Linked DNA regions of Mus musculus: regions 2 and 3 are each linked to region 1. Evidence: chromatin contacts called from public promoter capture Hi-C data. All regions are on one chromosome and are shown on one strand. The core of a region is the stretch at or near the end of the contact, and the rest is flanking DNA. Distances in the headings are between cores, read along the strand shown.

Region 1 (4,891 bases), core at 1,311-3,810:
CTTAAACTCACAGCAATAACCTTGCCTGTCCCTCCCAAAGTGCTGGGCTTAAAGGTGAACACCACCATACATGGTGGGCCATGTGTCCTCAAATGTCCACAGCTGTTCCCTTTTGGTAGCTGATGTTTCCCCCTCCTTGGTCCTCTCTGTTTTCTGTGAAGAGGATGTGTCACTATGATGTACTGTTGGTAGCAAGGGCCAGGCTAGGCTGCAAGCTCTAGAGGTTGACTGCCTAGCATCAGAGATCAGCTGCTGCTGCTTCTTCTTCTTCCTCTTCTTCTTCTTCTTCTTCTTCTTCTTCTTCTTCTTCTTCTTCTTCTTCTTCTTCTTCTTCTTCTTCTTCTTCTTCTTCTTTTTTTCTTTTTAAGTTTTATTTCTATTTTATGTATGAGTGCACTGTTGATGTCTTCAGACACACCAGAAGAGGGCGTCAGATCCCATTACAGATAGTTGTGAGCCACTGTGTGGTTGCTGGGACTCAGGACCTCTGGAAGAGCAGTCAGTGCTCTAAATCGCCGAGCCACCTCTCCAGCCCCAGAGATCAGCTTCTGAGAGGTGAGATATCTCAGGGACTTTCCTTCTCCCGGCCTCACTTTCCGAGAATCTGTAAACAGGAACGGAAGAGTGGCTTCCTCCCAGGGTCAAGGAGATGGAAAGATTTCCTGTGTGGGCAGAGCTTAAAGCAATGTTTAGGGCATAGTAAGGTGCAGGGTTGTAACCCGCACATCATAACCAGCAATGGCATTATTATTAGTATTGCTGTTATTGTTGTTGTTGTTGTTTAGAGATGATATAATCCCAGACTTTAGGAGGCTGAGACAGGAGGACCAAGAATTCCAGCCAACCCTGGCCACAAAGCAAGGCCCTACCTCAGATTTATGGTGATCCGCCTGCCTCTGCCTCCTGAGTGCTAGGATTGCAGGTGCAATCCAGTGTGGTTTGCCATCATTCACTGCTTTTGTAACTGAAACAGAATGAATGCTATGGAAAGGCAGCAAGTGGGATCAGTTCACCCCACGTTCCTAGGGAGACAGGAGGAGGCCAGGCTAGCTTTACAGGTCAAGGTCACCTGTGGATTCCCAGGTTGGTCCAAGGCTTAACTACAGCCCCCCACCTCAGGGCTGTGCATCTTCTAGTTTGGCTTTCCAAACCCAACACCTCAGGTACTAATATGAAGGTACACGTTATTAAAATAGCTTATGTTAGGCTGTCTATGACAATAAGCTGAAGCAACAGTAGAACTGTTTAATCTACCTTAAAATTCTTAAAAATTCTAGGTAAATTTAATAGATAATAGGCATAAATGTATACTCTCATGGTATACAACTAACAATATTCTCATTTCAAAACTTTTTTATCATCTTCCCCCAAAAGTCCCTAATTTTCCTTTGTTAACGGTCCCAACCCCCTCACCCCTGGCATCCTCTACCATGCTTCTTGGCTCTCCCGCTTTCCTGTTTGAACGTTTTACTTATGCATTTCGTTTTCAAGTGGTTTGCTTTTCTGAGACGTCTCTCTGTGAAGCCCAGGCTGGCCTTGAACTCTTTATCTTCCTGCTTCAGCCTCCCAAGAGCTGAGATGACAGCTGTGTGCCACCAAATGCAGCTGGGAGTGTCCTTCGTGTCTAGATTCTTTCACGTAGAGGAACCTCTTCAAGGTTCTTCCAGGCTATGAGTGACGTTTGATAACTATTAGATGAATTAACAATGATCTAAGATCAACAGATGTTTACTGAGAGGGTATGTACCTGCCATAAAAGCCCAGCAAGGATTGTAACGTTTGTTGGACAGCTTCGAGTGGAGAAGAAAGAGACAGAGAAAAAGAGAGCCGCAAAAGCTCTAGAGAGTGAGAGAACGAGAGAGTGAGACAGAGACAGAGAAACAGACAGGCAGAGGAGAGGGAGGGAAGAAAAAGGAAAGAATTATTTAAAATATTTTGAATCGACTTGGTCAAAGTTGAGGGGAGTGGTGGTTGAGGCTCTGGGTTTAATCTCCTGAGCTTGGGGGGGGGGGGGCAAGTAATAATAATAGACTGGGATAAAGGTATGGAGAAAGCAGAAAGCGGGCCAGAGTGTAGGGGGTGTGGCTGTTAGCAGAGTAGTCAACAAAGGCCTCTTGACAGAATCAGTGAGCAGAAGCCAAGGGAAGATGAGGAGGATACAGCCTTCCCGGAGTTCCCGACCCACCCTGAGGTTTGTCCCACGGAGCCACCTCATATCCTGGAGCCTGGGACGTGGGCGCCAGCAAGCTTCTGCGGCGCATGCCTGACCTACTTAGGGGACAGCCAGGCACCATCAATAGTAAGGGACCCTGGGTGTCTCTTACAGATCTTGACCAGCTCAGCTCCTTCCCATCCACAGACCCCGCCCCTAAGGCTACACCTCCTGCCTCCCGCCTCCTCAGGCCCCGCCTCTGAAGCTGCACTCCGCCTTCACAGGCCTGCCCCTCAGGCGAGGCTCCGCCCCTTATCCTGCAGACCCCGCCTTTCGCCCGCCTGCCGGCCCCGCCCCCCAGCCGCCATTGACAGTGTAGGCTCGCACTTCCTTGCAGAGGGATGGCTGCGCTTCGGGCGGGCCCGGTAGCCCCGCAGTGTGCGCTGCTCTGGTAGCGGCTCGCAAGCGGGCGCGATCCGGGCTCGCGGGTGCACAGGTGCGGCCCACGCCTCCCTCGGCGCCTCAGCACCTTCGGGGCGGGACGCGGGACGGTGAGTGCCGCCTGGGCTCCGTGCTGGCTCCCGGGGATCCCGGGTGGGGGGGCTCTGGCTCTGCACCTTCACCACACCTGCTTGCACGCAGCTAGGCGCCACAGACATGGTCCGGGAGACTAAGGCGAGCCTGGCACTGGAGAACTCTCTCTAGATTCCTTGGCCTAGAAAAGAAAGCTTCCAGACAGTGAGGAACTAGAGACCTGGCTGGCCGCCCTAAGTAGATGGGCAGAGAGGGTATCTATGTTTTCCTGTCTGTGACCTTGGGTGGGCCCCTCGGCCACCTGCCCACCCACGGTGCGATTTTAGCCCTGTGGGAACAGTGGTGCCCATTCTCACACCGCCAAGGTGAACCGGGAGAATCAGGGGTATGCAGTAATTAGATGCTGATTGGTACCTTTCTCTCTGGGCCCCCAGCAGCTGGGAGAGTTCCTGCCTGGATACAGCTTAGTCACAAAGTTACTAGTTTTCTGGAAAAGATTCAGTTGTGTCTTCTTTCCCAGAGAGAGCGGAACAGGATGGAATGTCCGGACTTCTTCCTCCATGGGAACACTGGAGCCCCCTCGCTCTCCCCATTTATCTCAGAACCAGCTGACTTATCTTTAGCAGAGACTCTTTGTTCAGTAGGAAACAAAATGATTCTTCGTGTGGGTTCAGCAGAACTGGGAGGGGGGGGGAATTTGTCTTGTAGCTCCAGCCCATGTTGGTTTTATAAGGAAAAGGGGGTAAAGAATTGAGACAGGAAAAGACAGACTCTTCTCCACGGGCTGTTAATGAAACAAGCGAGAGGCTGCACTTTCCAGCCTTCTAGAAAGAGAGGGGCTTTTGGGAGGAGGGAGGCTTTGGGAGTTGTAAGTAGGGGACTTGCAGGTGTTAGCTCCCACCCCAGAAGATAGAGGGATAAGCAGAATTTCTCTGAATTTAGCCCAACAGGTTTATTCCTAACTGGGTGTCCCCTGCCAGTGTCCGCCTAGACTTCCAAGTCCTCCAAAGCCTGCCTCATAGTTAAAAGACTATGGGACATCGTGTGTCAGGTCTATAGATTTGATCAGAAAGGTCAGCACAGCAGTATTGCTCGTGTTTGTGTGAGAGCACAGACCTCAGGGGAGGTTTCTCCTTGTGGATTCCTCCCTCCTATGACCAGACAGTACAGCTGTGGGCGCAGAGGAACCGGAGGCCCTGAACATCCTCCGACTGTTGGATGCTGTGTGGGCTGGGCTGTTTTACACACACACACACACACACACACACACACACACCGTTGTGACCTCTTGAGTTGTGAATCAAGGACAGGATGGGGATAGTCTCGTGGAGTTAAATGGGAGAAAATTAATGAAGGCTCGTAGAAGCCCCCGGGGATGACGCCCAGAACAGAGTTGGTACTCATTAATCACAACTGTCTCTCACCCTCCACTTCCTCCTGAGAACCTGAAAGTGTAACACTGGTCATATCTGGGCCTTGTCTCCTGCAGAGGTGAAGGGCCCAGGTTTGGTGTCATTAACTAGTGTTATGACAATGTGAAATGTCCTCATCTATAAAGTAGGACCGTTGTCATTACCCTCCCATGTGTGGGAGGAATTGAGACAGCCAAGGAAGTCCCTTAGCTTGGATCCACACTGCAATCCAGACTCCACAATGATGACTGTCACGAAAACTCTGCCATAGCCAAAAGGTAGACTTTAGATTAAACATCAAAAGGTGGGTGTGTTCGGCCACTGAGATGGCTTAGTGGATGAAGGTGTTTGCCACCAAGCTCAACGACTTGAGTTCAATCCCTGGGTCCAGAAAGATGGGGAGAAAAAAACAAACCAACCAACCAACAAACAAAAAACCTGAACTCTCCCAGGCTTTTACAAAATAAACAAATTAAATTTAATTTAAGGGAGAAAACATGAACACGAGACACAGACTAGACGCTGTGATGTGTCCAGACTTTGATGAATTAAATATAAGTAAAGGAGGTTGCTCCCTGCCCCCAGCCAAGGCTGTAAAATGGGCTCAGAGTTCCAGAAACTCTGATACCCCTACAGATACCTAAGGTCTTAAAAAAAAGCAACTGGGCTGTCTCCTGCCCCACAGTCCCCAAATAAAACAACTTAAGTCTGGTGGTGTTTGCACATTTTTGATCTCAGCACTCGGGAGACTGAGGCAGATAGATCTCTAGTGAGTTCAAAGTCAGCTCTTGTC
Region 2 (4,891 bases), core at 1,124-3,623, 430 kb before region 1:
AAGTCCACCAATGCCTGCCAGCCAGCTTCACCTACAGGGCCATGGCCGGGACCAGCCGGGAGAAAGGCCAGTCCCTCCTTCCTGGCTTTCCAGGCCTGGTCCCTGGCCTCCTCCAGTTTCCCCCTGAACAGCTGAGCCTCCAAAGCAGAAGTCGCTGGCCCTGGGTTCATGCTCTCTCTGGCTCAGTTTACATATCCAAAAGCATGGGTAGGTTGCCACCAAGCACTGTGGGATGTGAAAGCATACATGGGTGACAATGGGGACAGGGTGCAGCCAGACCCGCCTATGCCCTGCAACCACGCTCCAGCGCTCAGGATCTCCCCTCCTGAGTTCAGAGCCCCACTCCAGGCCTGATGTGTGGGAAGGACACTTTAAGACCATAGATGTCCACAGAGGGTCTCACCCCAGGTCTCAAAAACACACCCGCAGAGAGCAGCAGCCTGTAGCAGGGATCTCTGAAGTTTCTGTTACCGAGCCCGGGCTTAAACGAAGCCTCTAAGGGTACCTCAGCACTAAAGGGAGTGTCTCAGCAGAAGAGCTAAACCCAAGGCAGCTCCCATTCAGGCTAGGGAAAGCTGCCCAGCCTAGTGGAAAAGGGACATGCAGAATGCATGGTCCTTGTTTTAAAAGAAATGACCAAGAATGTTAAGGAGACACCAGAGCATTAAACCAAGATTCTGACCACAAAGCCCTAAGCAAAAATTGCAGCCCAGGATCCCCCAGGGGAGCAGTAGCTTCTAGGACCAGATCCTTGAGCCGTGCCTGACCTTTCCCTTAAACCCAGGTCAGCAGCCAGCCTTGCCCACTCTGCCTCCTAACTACTCACCCCAGGATGGCGTCCCTCTTCACCCACCCCTGCAGGATGTGCCCCTCCGCCAGTTTATGGTGCACTAGGTACTCCCCGGGGAACAGACTCTCCCATTGAGACTGCTGGCACAGACTAGGGCTCAGGGGTTCCGTGTGTTTAGCAGTCCTGGGGACTGAAGCCAGGGCTTTGAGCATGTTGGGCAAGTGTTCTCCACTGAGCCATCTCCCAGCCCCGAGCCCAGGGTTTGAACATATCAGTGCACAATGGTACTTGGCCTTCAACCTAGGGTCTCATGCAATGCTAGGCACAGGTTCTACTGATCTATTCCCCAAAACCTATATGCGGTATTTTGAATAATCATTCTTTTAATCCAAGAAAAACAAAATATCATTTTTTAAATCAAAATGCTGTGCTAGCAGCCAAGACTCTTGCAGCCGAAGGATGTTCCACGAGGTGGGCCCAAGGACCCCGTCTTTCTTTACAACTCTGAAGTTTTCTTTTTCTGGAATTTGTATTCTTTACTTAATTTTTTTTCTTTAGAAAATTGTACCAAAGTGTCACTTTGTTTAATGAGTTCCTTTTTTTTTTTTAAAGAATTGTTTATGTAATATATATGAGTGTTCTGTCTTCAGACATACCAGAAGAGGGCATCAAATCCCATTACAGATGGTTGTGAGCCACCATGTGGTTGCTGAGAATTGAACTCAGAATCTCTGGAAGAGCAGCCAGTGCTCTTAATCGCTGAGTAGTCTCTTGGGTACTTAGAGTGAGAGCCTGACACTCCCCCCCCACCGCCCCTCCCCAGTTCTGGTCCTGGTGGTAGAGTGACAGCTGATCAGGACAGGAACAATGGCCACCAAGGTGAGTGCACCGACCTAAACCACTGCCCAACTTCCTTCTCTTGAGCCAAGGCTCCATATGGAAAAGCGCTATTCCAGACCCAGTGTGCAGTAAGGGATGTCTCCCTAGGACCCAGCTTCCGTTCACGGACCACAAGAACCGGCCAGCAGACTGGCGTGACCCCCTACAGGAAGAGAAGTCTATAAGGACCAGGGAGGACGGACACACACTCACATGCGCATGCACGCACACATGAGGGAGTCCAACTCAACCCCACTTTTCAGATGGGGAAACTGAGGTTTGTTCAGAGTCTCCAACCAGGAAGTCGCTGAGTGGGAGTTGTCGGGGTTGACCAGTGACTGAGGGTTTTTTCTGCACACACCCGTGTCCCCTCTCCCCACACGCTGGGGTGGGAAGTGAGTGGAAGATCAGAGCTTTCTGGAGTTCAGAAGCCAGCTGGCCAGCTATTTCTCAGAAGCCTACCACTCACTGGTAAGGAAGAGACCTAGTGGTCTCTTTCAAGATTCCCTAGTTCCTCCTTCAAACTGAACCCGGGAAGGGAGGAACTGGCCAGCAGGGGCCCTTTAAGACTGGCCAGGGCCAAGTTCATTCACCCAGGGGCCCCTGCTGACTCACGCTTATGAAAGTGATTTTCCTGGTCCCGCCCCTGCCTCCGCCTCCTCCCTGCCCCGCTGTGAAATACCCCTGCTAGCCTTGGGCCTCGCACAGCCTCTGGGATCCCCAGGGCTAATGGGCATCCTGTTCTTGCAGCAGGGCACCGTGACAAAGTCTCTCACCGTGTGACCAAGTTCCTCTGAGTGTCCAGACAACCCAGGCTCACCAGCTCCCTCCAGCTATCTACCATCCATCAGGTGAGTGGTCCGGGCAAGGCTGTGGGTGGGAAACAATAGCTATGGGGCAAGGGTGGGCAGACGGGGGTCAGGAAAGCCGGGGTGTACACTGACTGGTCCTGAGGAGGACTCTGGGAGTCCTCCCTGCACCTCCAGCGATGGCCATGGTTAAGTGTCTGGGACACTCTCCCCCAGCGGCCCCTGGCTTAGCAGCCTAATCCTAACTCGTGAAATAGCTGTTCCGGCAGGAAGGAGCATGGGTAGCCTTGCTCCTTCGAGGCACCAATGGCCACTGTGTCTCCAGCCTGGCGAGGTGCTCCAGTGGGTCCTAGGTACCAGGCTCAGACAAGCACAGCCGAGGGTTCCTGGGTACTCGGTTTACGGAAGGTGCGGTGGAGAAAGTGGTGGACCGTGGAGGTTGGGCCATCAGGCACCCTTGGGCCCAGGTGGAGCAGGCACTTGGAACGAGGGTTCACTGTGACTAAGGCCAGGTAACACTTGGCTGACTGCACACTTCCTCCTGCCCCAGGGCTTTGTGTCACTAGCAGCTGTCACTGCTACCTGTTGCTTTATTTGGGAATGGAGGGGAAAGGATCCCAAACGAGGCTGTCTAGGACCTAGACGAGATGTCCCCTCCCCTTCCATTTTCCCCAACCTCAGTTTCATTCATGAAGTGGGGATAAGAAACCCCCAGCTCTTGGGGGTGGTGGTGGCATTTTTAGAGACAAATGGTATATGGTTCCCAGCCCTCCCTGGCATGACGATTTCATAACCTTAGAAATGTCTGCAGTGTTACACCAGGGCAACTATCGCCACTTCTGAGAAACTCATTTTTTATGTGCTCATACCTGTGGGGTCAGAGGTCGATGGCTAGCGTCTTCCTCAGTCACTGTCCACACCTTCTTTTTCATTCTATTATCACTATCATTATTATTATTATTGCTAGAGAGAGCACAAGAACACGTGTAGAAATCAGACAGCCACCCCTCCCCCCCCCCCCCGCCAGGAGTCAGGGGTCAGGGGTCAGCTTTCTCCTTCCATCTTTATGTGAGTGCTGCCTGCCCATAAGTCACTGCCCTTGTACAACAAGTTACCTGCAGGGCCACTTCCCTCCAGGCTTCCCTCTCCTGGACTGAACCTGGAGCCTGTCATTCAGCTCTCTGGCGGGTGATCTCCAGGGGCCCTCCTGTGTTTGTCTCTCCAGACCTAGGATTACAGACATCTGCTTTTGACAGGAGTGTGGAGAATCTGAACTCAGTTCCTCACGGTTAGGCAAGCACTTTACCCACGGAGCCATCTCCCTGGCCCCTTAAATCAACAACTTGAGAACGTTATTTTTTTTTTCTATCAGCATTGCCCAACCAGAGAGACTCCGAAATATGCCAGTACTTTTAAAAACTGGTTATTCTAGCCTGGAGGTGGTGGCAGCTTTCTCTTGTAATATGAGTGGTTGGGAGGTGCAGGCAGGAGGGTCAGCAGTTCAAGGCCTGCCAAGGCTTATTCTAGTTTCAAGCCAGCCTGGACTACATGAGACCCTGTCTTAAACAAAATGAGCAGCTTACCCCAATTCTACAAACTGAGGCCCCTGGGTGGAACTGCAGGTTGGAAGAAGCCGTTTTGCCTTATAAACTAGTAGCAGGTACTTGTGGGTGGTTGTGAGGGTGAACAGCTTGGGGGCGTGTGACTTCTGGGGGGTGGTCAGGCTTGGCGGTGACCTCATGTGTATGGTACCCAGCAAGCAGCTCTAGGTGACACTTGTGCCAGCTGCGAGAGGGACCTGGACTTAGAGTGCAAAGTCCTCCCAGTGTGTTAGCCCATCCCACTTCCTGGGAAGCAATATGGGTGTCCCCTTGGGCCTGGCCTTCGTGGACAGGGCCTCCTGCTGCCACCAGTGAGGAGCTGTATGCTGGGGTGCCCAGGTCTCTGGGAATGGCCGGCATGCTGTTTTCAGGGGTGCTGGAATATCTAGTAGGGTTATACCTGCAGGGATCAAATTTCTGTTCTGTTATGGGCCCACTCTGAAACTTAGCAAGCATGACTTTATCCGCCCTCCCTCCACCCCCGCCTCAGTCTCTTCATCTGAGACATGGATTGTCGTGAGAATTAAGAGAGAGAAGGCACAGGAAAGCACCCTGTTAGGATGCTACCCTCACCTGTGTTGTTACTGTTGCTGGGTAATGAATATGGTGGGAGTGGGGAGAGACGCCAGGCCTTTGCTGTGCCCTGCGCACACCAGTGAGGGGACACCACCCTCCAGGAACTGTAGCTGAATTTCCAAGGCTCTGAGCACAGCTACACCCTCTAGTTAGTGAGCAACTGACCCTCTTCCAGGACACTGGAGCCAGAATCTGCTGCAGGACAGAAAGGGACAGTAGAGGCTTCCCACCCTCTA
Region 3 (4,891 bases), core at 708-3,207, 260 kb before region 1:
TAAGGGGAGAAGGAGATCAGAGAAGAACCTGAGAAGGAATGGGGACAGGATACCCCTGGAGGTCTGAGGTTCCCCTTGTGCGTGTGATGGCTGAGGTCCTTGGAGGGGGCCCAAAAGGAGAGAGACTCTTACCAGGATCAGGAGGCATCAGGAGGGGGAGGGGTCCTGGCGTCGATGGCTCCCACAGTAGGTTCTTGGCAAAGGACAAGGTCGGATCCTAGGGAAACGGGGCAGCAATAACATGACAGGTGTGCAATCCCTGCCAATTAACTAACTCAGTCCTCGGGACAAATGTGAAAAGGTGGTCACTTCGCTAATGAGGAACCCTGAAGCATGAGGCTGCCGCCCTAGGTGACAGAAGCAACAAACAGGCATGGACTTGAACCCAGGCAACCGACTCCAGAGTCTGAACTGAATTCTAAACTTCATTCACAGCAGCTTTCAAAGGAAGCGCCTAAGTCATGACTGCCTACCCACAACCCAATGAGCTCCAACTTCCTCAGCTATCTCCTCTGAGTCCTGCCATTCAGTGGGCACCCTTGTCCCAAGGACCAAGAACTCCCCTCCCCCAACACCCTCTCTTTGACATGCTCTCCTCAATGTACTCAATACAAGGCTGCTAGAGATGGACCTCCCAAGAGCAGAAATCCTGCCCCTGGCATTCCACTAATTCAGGCAAGTCAAGGCCACACTATAAAAGGTCTGCCCGTTGGTGTACAGTCTCTCACCATAACTGGAAGTCCCTTAGGTGGGGTTGCCTGACTTCCTCATGCTGGGCTCCTGGGCCTGTAAGGACCCCAACACATAAACACCTGCTGAACCCAGGGAGAGGGAGCGAGGAAAGAGGAGCCACAGCCTCTGTTGAGAGACACTGTCTGGACAGCAGGGCAACCGGTGCGCAGCTCAAGTAGCAGCTGCCTAGACCTCTTTTCCCAATAAGTGAGCAAGGAGGAGGAACAGACCAAGGAAAGGACCCTATTTCCATCCTCACCTTGCAGTTCTGTGGCTGGGACCCTGGCAGGGTCAGTGCATCTCTCCAGCTGCACATGAAGGACAGGTCAGGGCCATCAGTCATGCCAAGTGGACCGGCCTTAAACAATGAAGGGCGCAGGGTGCCAGGGAAGTCCATCCTGGAGAGAATGTATCTAACGTTACACACGCCTTCATTAGGAGTCTCAACAGTGCACCAGGGTTCTCAGAACACAGTAGGGGAGACCACTACAAGGTAGCAGATAAAGACCAGACTATGCCTAATGCCAGCGCGTCAGCAGGGCTGCCCAAGGACTGCTCACTCTCTTGAGGGCAGCCAGACAGATATCTCTGCTCACACCTTGGAAGAGGGGCTGGGGAGAAAGTGATCGCAAAAGGCCTCGTGGCAGGTAAAGTGCCAAAGAGATAAGCAACCACAGAATATACAAAGGGGAGAGTGTGGAGGACCAAGTGATGCCGATGAAGGCTGAGCGTTCATCAACGCGCTGCGCATGACAGTAGCAGGCTGACTTTCTTCCACCCCTCTGTGGACATGGGCTGCGTACTATTCCTGCTTCCCCACTGCCAAACACAGGCTTCTCCGAAAATGCCCGTGGGCTGAATAAATGCAGGAACTCTTTAGAAGCAGTAACTGTCAAGTCAGCCCTCATTTTTAGTAAAAATTAAATCTAACATCCGCAATAAGAGCACCAGCAGAGCACTAGTACCCGCTGGACAAGACGTGAAGGCGCTGAATTTAGAGTCTGAACTGAAAACCGGTGTGTAGTAACCACAAGTGTTCCCGGACCGCCCTCCCTCGTGGCCAGCATCTAGGACGAGCCTCAGCGCTGTAATCGACCAGTCTCTATAGCCACGTGGTCTGCCACGTGCTCTCAGCATTCCCGCAACAGCCTCACCTGACCCCGGGGCCGCAAAGGAGCCAGAGTGCCGAACCTCAACGCCGCCACCCACAACTGTTGGAGCAGACTAAACTGTTTTCCGGATCAGGCCGGAAGTTCGCCCGAGAAACAGGAAGTCCCGCCCCCAGATCATCTAACCGAGTCCTCCAGCGCCACCTGCAGAGCTGAGGGCCAATATGCATGGTCGTGGCGCCTAAGCTATGAAATTTCCATCCTATTTCACAAAAGTGTTGAGAAGCTTGAATTGATCCTCTCAACGAACAAGTGAGCACCTCCGATGAGCCACGCACTGTATTTATTACCCACAAGTCCTAGAATCCGCTTCATAGACACCTCTGGGTGCATGTGTGGCTTTAACAGGGGCCAGGAGGGAATATTAGCTTGTCATTCTCAAGCTAATATTCCTTGTGTGTGCACCTGCGAGTTTTGGGGGATCTGTTCAAACTCGCTCGCATGCAGCGAGTCCTGGGCTCTGCCTGTAAGTTGCCTTGGTCCTGACACTATCGCGTAAAACTTAGGACGCGTGGCTCTGCTGACCACTTGCTTTCCATCGCCTGGAGGCTAAGAATATCTTCAGATAGAATCGAGACAAGGAACAGATTCTCCTGCGTCACTGCAACCTACCTACATGACATTCCCGCCAATGTGTTTGACGACTTCTTTGGGTTTGACTTTCCTTTGTCCTGTAATTATCAGAACTTCATAAATCGGTCTTCATGGTGGAGCAAGTTATTCAGGGAGAAAAATCTGTGTTCCTGAGTTTATTAAGGGATCTCTAAAGGAACAGAACTGATTGAATGAGTATGGAATAGAGGAGATTTTATTAGACCGGCTTACAGGCTGTGATCTGCGTAGTTCAATAATAGCTGTCTTATGACAGAAATGGCAAGGAGAATTTGGTACTGTTCCGTCCACGAGGCTGGTTGTCTCAGCAGTTCTGATCTGGTGCTGTAGTCCTGGGCCATTCCTAAAGAGCCGCCGAGCTTCAGTCTCTGTTGGAATCCTAAAGAAATTGATTTGAATACTGAAAGGAAAACTTCAGCAATGCCATAAAATAAATGGTTTTGCCGGTGAGGGTGAGGTCCAGCAGGCACAAATCATGGTTTCTTTTTCCATTTCTTTTATCTGGGCTGCCACCAGAAGGTGATTTAGGATGGCTCTTCCTCCTTCAAATAATCTGATTAAGAAAATCCCTCACAGGGCTGGAGAGATGGCTCAGCGGTTAAGAGCACTGACAGCTCTTCCCAAAGTCCTGAGTTCAAATTCCAGCAACCACATGGTGGCTCACAACCATCTGTAATGGGGTTTGATGCCCTCTACTGGTGCCTCTGAAGACAGCTACAGTGTACTTGCATATAATAAATAAATAAATAATTTTTTTTAAACTTCCTCACAAGTGTGCCCAGCAGTTTGGGTCCCAGTTAATTTCAAATATTCAGTTGACCACCAAAACTAGCCATCATATGGGGGCATGCTCGTTGGTGTCTATTTGGCTCATGCATAACTTTATTACTATTATTATTTTATTGATTTTTTTTTTTGAGACAGGGTTTCTCTATGTGTAGCCCTGGTTGTCCTGGAGTTTGCTCTGTAAAGCAAGTTGGTTTCAAACTCAGAGATCTACCTGTCTCTGCCTCCTGATAATGGGATTAAAGGTGTGTACCCCCATGTCTGACTGTCAGCTGCCTTCTCTGTAAGATGAGGGCTGTGTTTGAGTCAACCTCTTTCCCATTGCTGGGTAATACAGGAATTCCCTGCTTATGGCTTTAGCACCACTGTCTAGCTAGAAATGCACCATTATCCCTGTATCTTGATATCAAGGTACATCAGGGGCTACCTAGAGGTATGTTAAAGCAGTTTGCTGAGCAGTTGGGTGTGGTAACACACATCTTTAATCCCACCCTCAAGAGACACAGAAACAGGCAGATCTCTGTGAGTTTGAGGCCAGCCTGGTCTACAGAGCAAGTTCCAGGACAGCCAGGGCTGTTACACAGAGAAACTCTGTCTCAAAACACAAAAACAAAAACAAAATAAAAAACAGTTTGCCGGGCTGAGTGTCTAATTTAGTGGGTCTGGGGTAACACTGCTGACCCATAGCCCACATAAATGAGAAACACTGCTTTAAAGGATCAATTTGTGTGGGGTGTGGTGGTACAAGCCTTTAGTCCCAATACTTGGGAAACAGAGGCAGCTGGATCTTCCAGTTTGAGGCTAGTCTGGTCTACAGAATGAGTTCAGGGACAGCCAGAGCTACACAAGGAAACCTTGTATCTAAACAAAAACAAACTAACAAAGGATCTGTTTGCAAGGAGCCAGGGGAGGGAGCTCAGCGGTATAGTGTCTGTTGGCTTAGCATGCACAAAGCCTTGGGTCTCATTCCCAGCACCACACAAGCCAGTGGTGGCTCACATCTGTAATCCCAGCTCTCCTCTCTGCAGAAGAGACAGAAGAACCAGCGGTTCAAGGTTTTTTTGGCTACATAGCAAGTTGAAGGCAAGATTGGAATAAATTGGGCCCTGTTTTTTGTGTTTTGTTTTGTTTTGTTTTTAAATCAATTTGCAAGCTGGGCAGTGGTGGCCCAGGCCTTTAATCCCAGCACTTGGGAGGCAGAGGCAGGCAGATTTCTAAATTCAAGGCCAGCCTGGTTTACATACAAAAAAAAAAAAATCAATTTGCAGATTGTCAGTTTCCAGCTAGTTTGTGTTTGGAAAGTTCCGGGAGTCAGATGGCCTCCTTCCATCTTCCCTTTCTTAGTGTTTTCTCTCATGGAGTGCTGCCCTACAGGTGCCAAACAGGAGGATGCCAGGAGACAGAAGATGCACTGCTTGAGGCCCCTGAAAGAAAGCAAGTTTCATTAAGAAAGGATAGGAGACAGAGGAGAGGAAGGGCTTTGTGGATGACTGGTGTCTGAGTGCTGCTCACGCGGTATCCTGTCCCATCCCCCAACTGTTTGTACCTATTCGCCTCAGTAAAGGAGGCAGTGCAAACTCAAAGAAAGGATC

Evidence for each region. Promoter capture Hi-C pulls out the DNA fragments that hold promoters and counts their contacts.
Region 2: a contact with region 1 is called in a promoter capture Hi-C map of stem cell-derived epiblast-like cells, with 5 times the contacts expected there. The contact joins the promoter of Osgin1 here to the promoter of Klhl36 in region 1. A contact is called at or near these places in 17 of 39 promoter capture datasets (the 3T3-L1 cell line, the C10 cell line, the HPC-7 cell line and 10 more), 1 of 484 Hi-C or Micro-C datasets (cortical neurons), 3 of 115 datasets of contacts at active chromatin or transcription factors (large pre-B cells, memory CD8 T cells and pancreatic cancer cells) and 2 of 9 other capture datasets (embryonic stem cells and liver).
Region 3: a contact with region 1 is called in a promoter capture Hi-C map of the SN4741 cell line, with 5 times the contacts expected there. The contact joins the promoter of Taf1c here to the promoter of Klhl36 in region 1. A contact is called at or near these places in 12 of 39 promoter capture datasets (the 3T3-L1 cell line, the C10 cell line, HPC-7-derived erythroid cells and 7 more), 1 of 484 Hi-C or Micro-C datasets (liver) and 3 of 9 other capture datasets (adipose tissue, liver and pancreatic islet).

The regions. Positions count from the first base shown.
Region 1 is chr8:119,859,745-119,864,635 of GRCm38.p6, forward strand. Klhl36 (kelch-like 36) reads left to right here and starts at 2,561. Exons shown (of 5, transcript NM_146219.1): 1 at 2,561-2,703.
Region 2 is chr8:119,434,774-119,439,664 of GRCm38.p6, forward strand. Osgin1 (oxidative stress induced growth inhibitor 1) reads left to right here and starts at 2,374. Exons shown (of 6, transcript NM_027950.2): 1 at 2,374-2,520.
Region 3 is chr8:119,603,249-119,608,139 of GRCm38.p6, forward strand. Taf1c (TATA-box binding protein associated factor, RNA polymerase I, C) reads right to left here and starts at 1,958. Exons shown (of 15, transcript NM_021441.3): 1 at 1,887-1,958; 2 at 992-1,130; 3 at 133-217. The coding sequence starts at 1,129.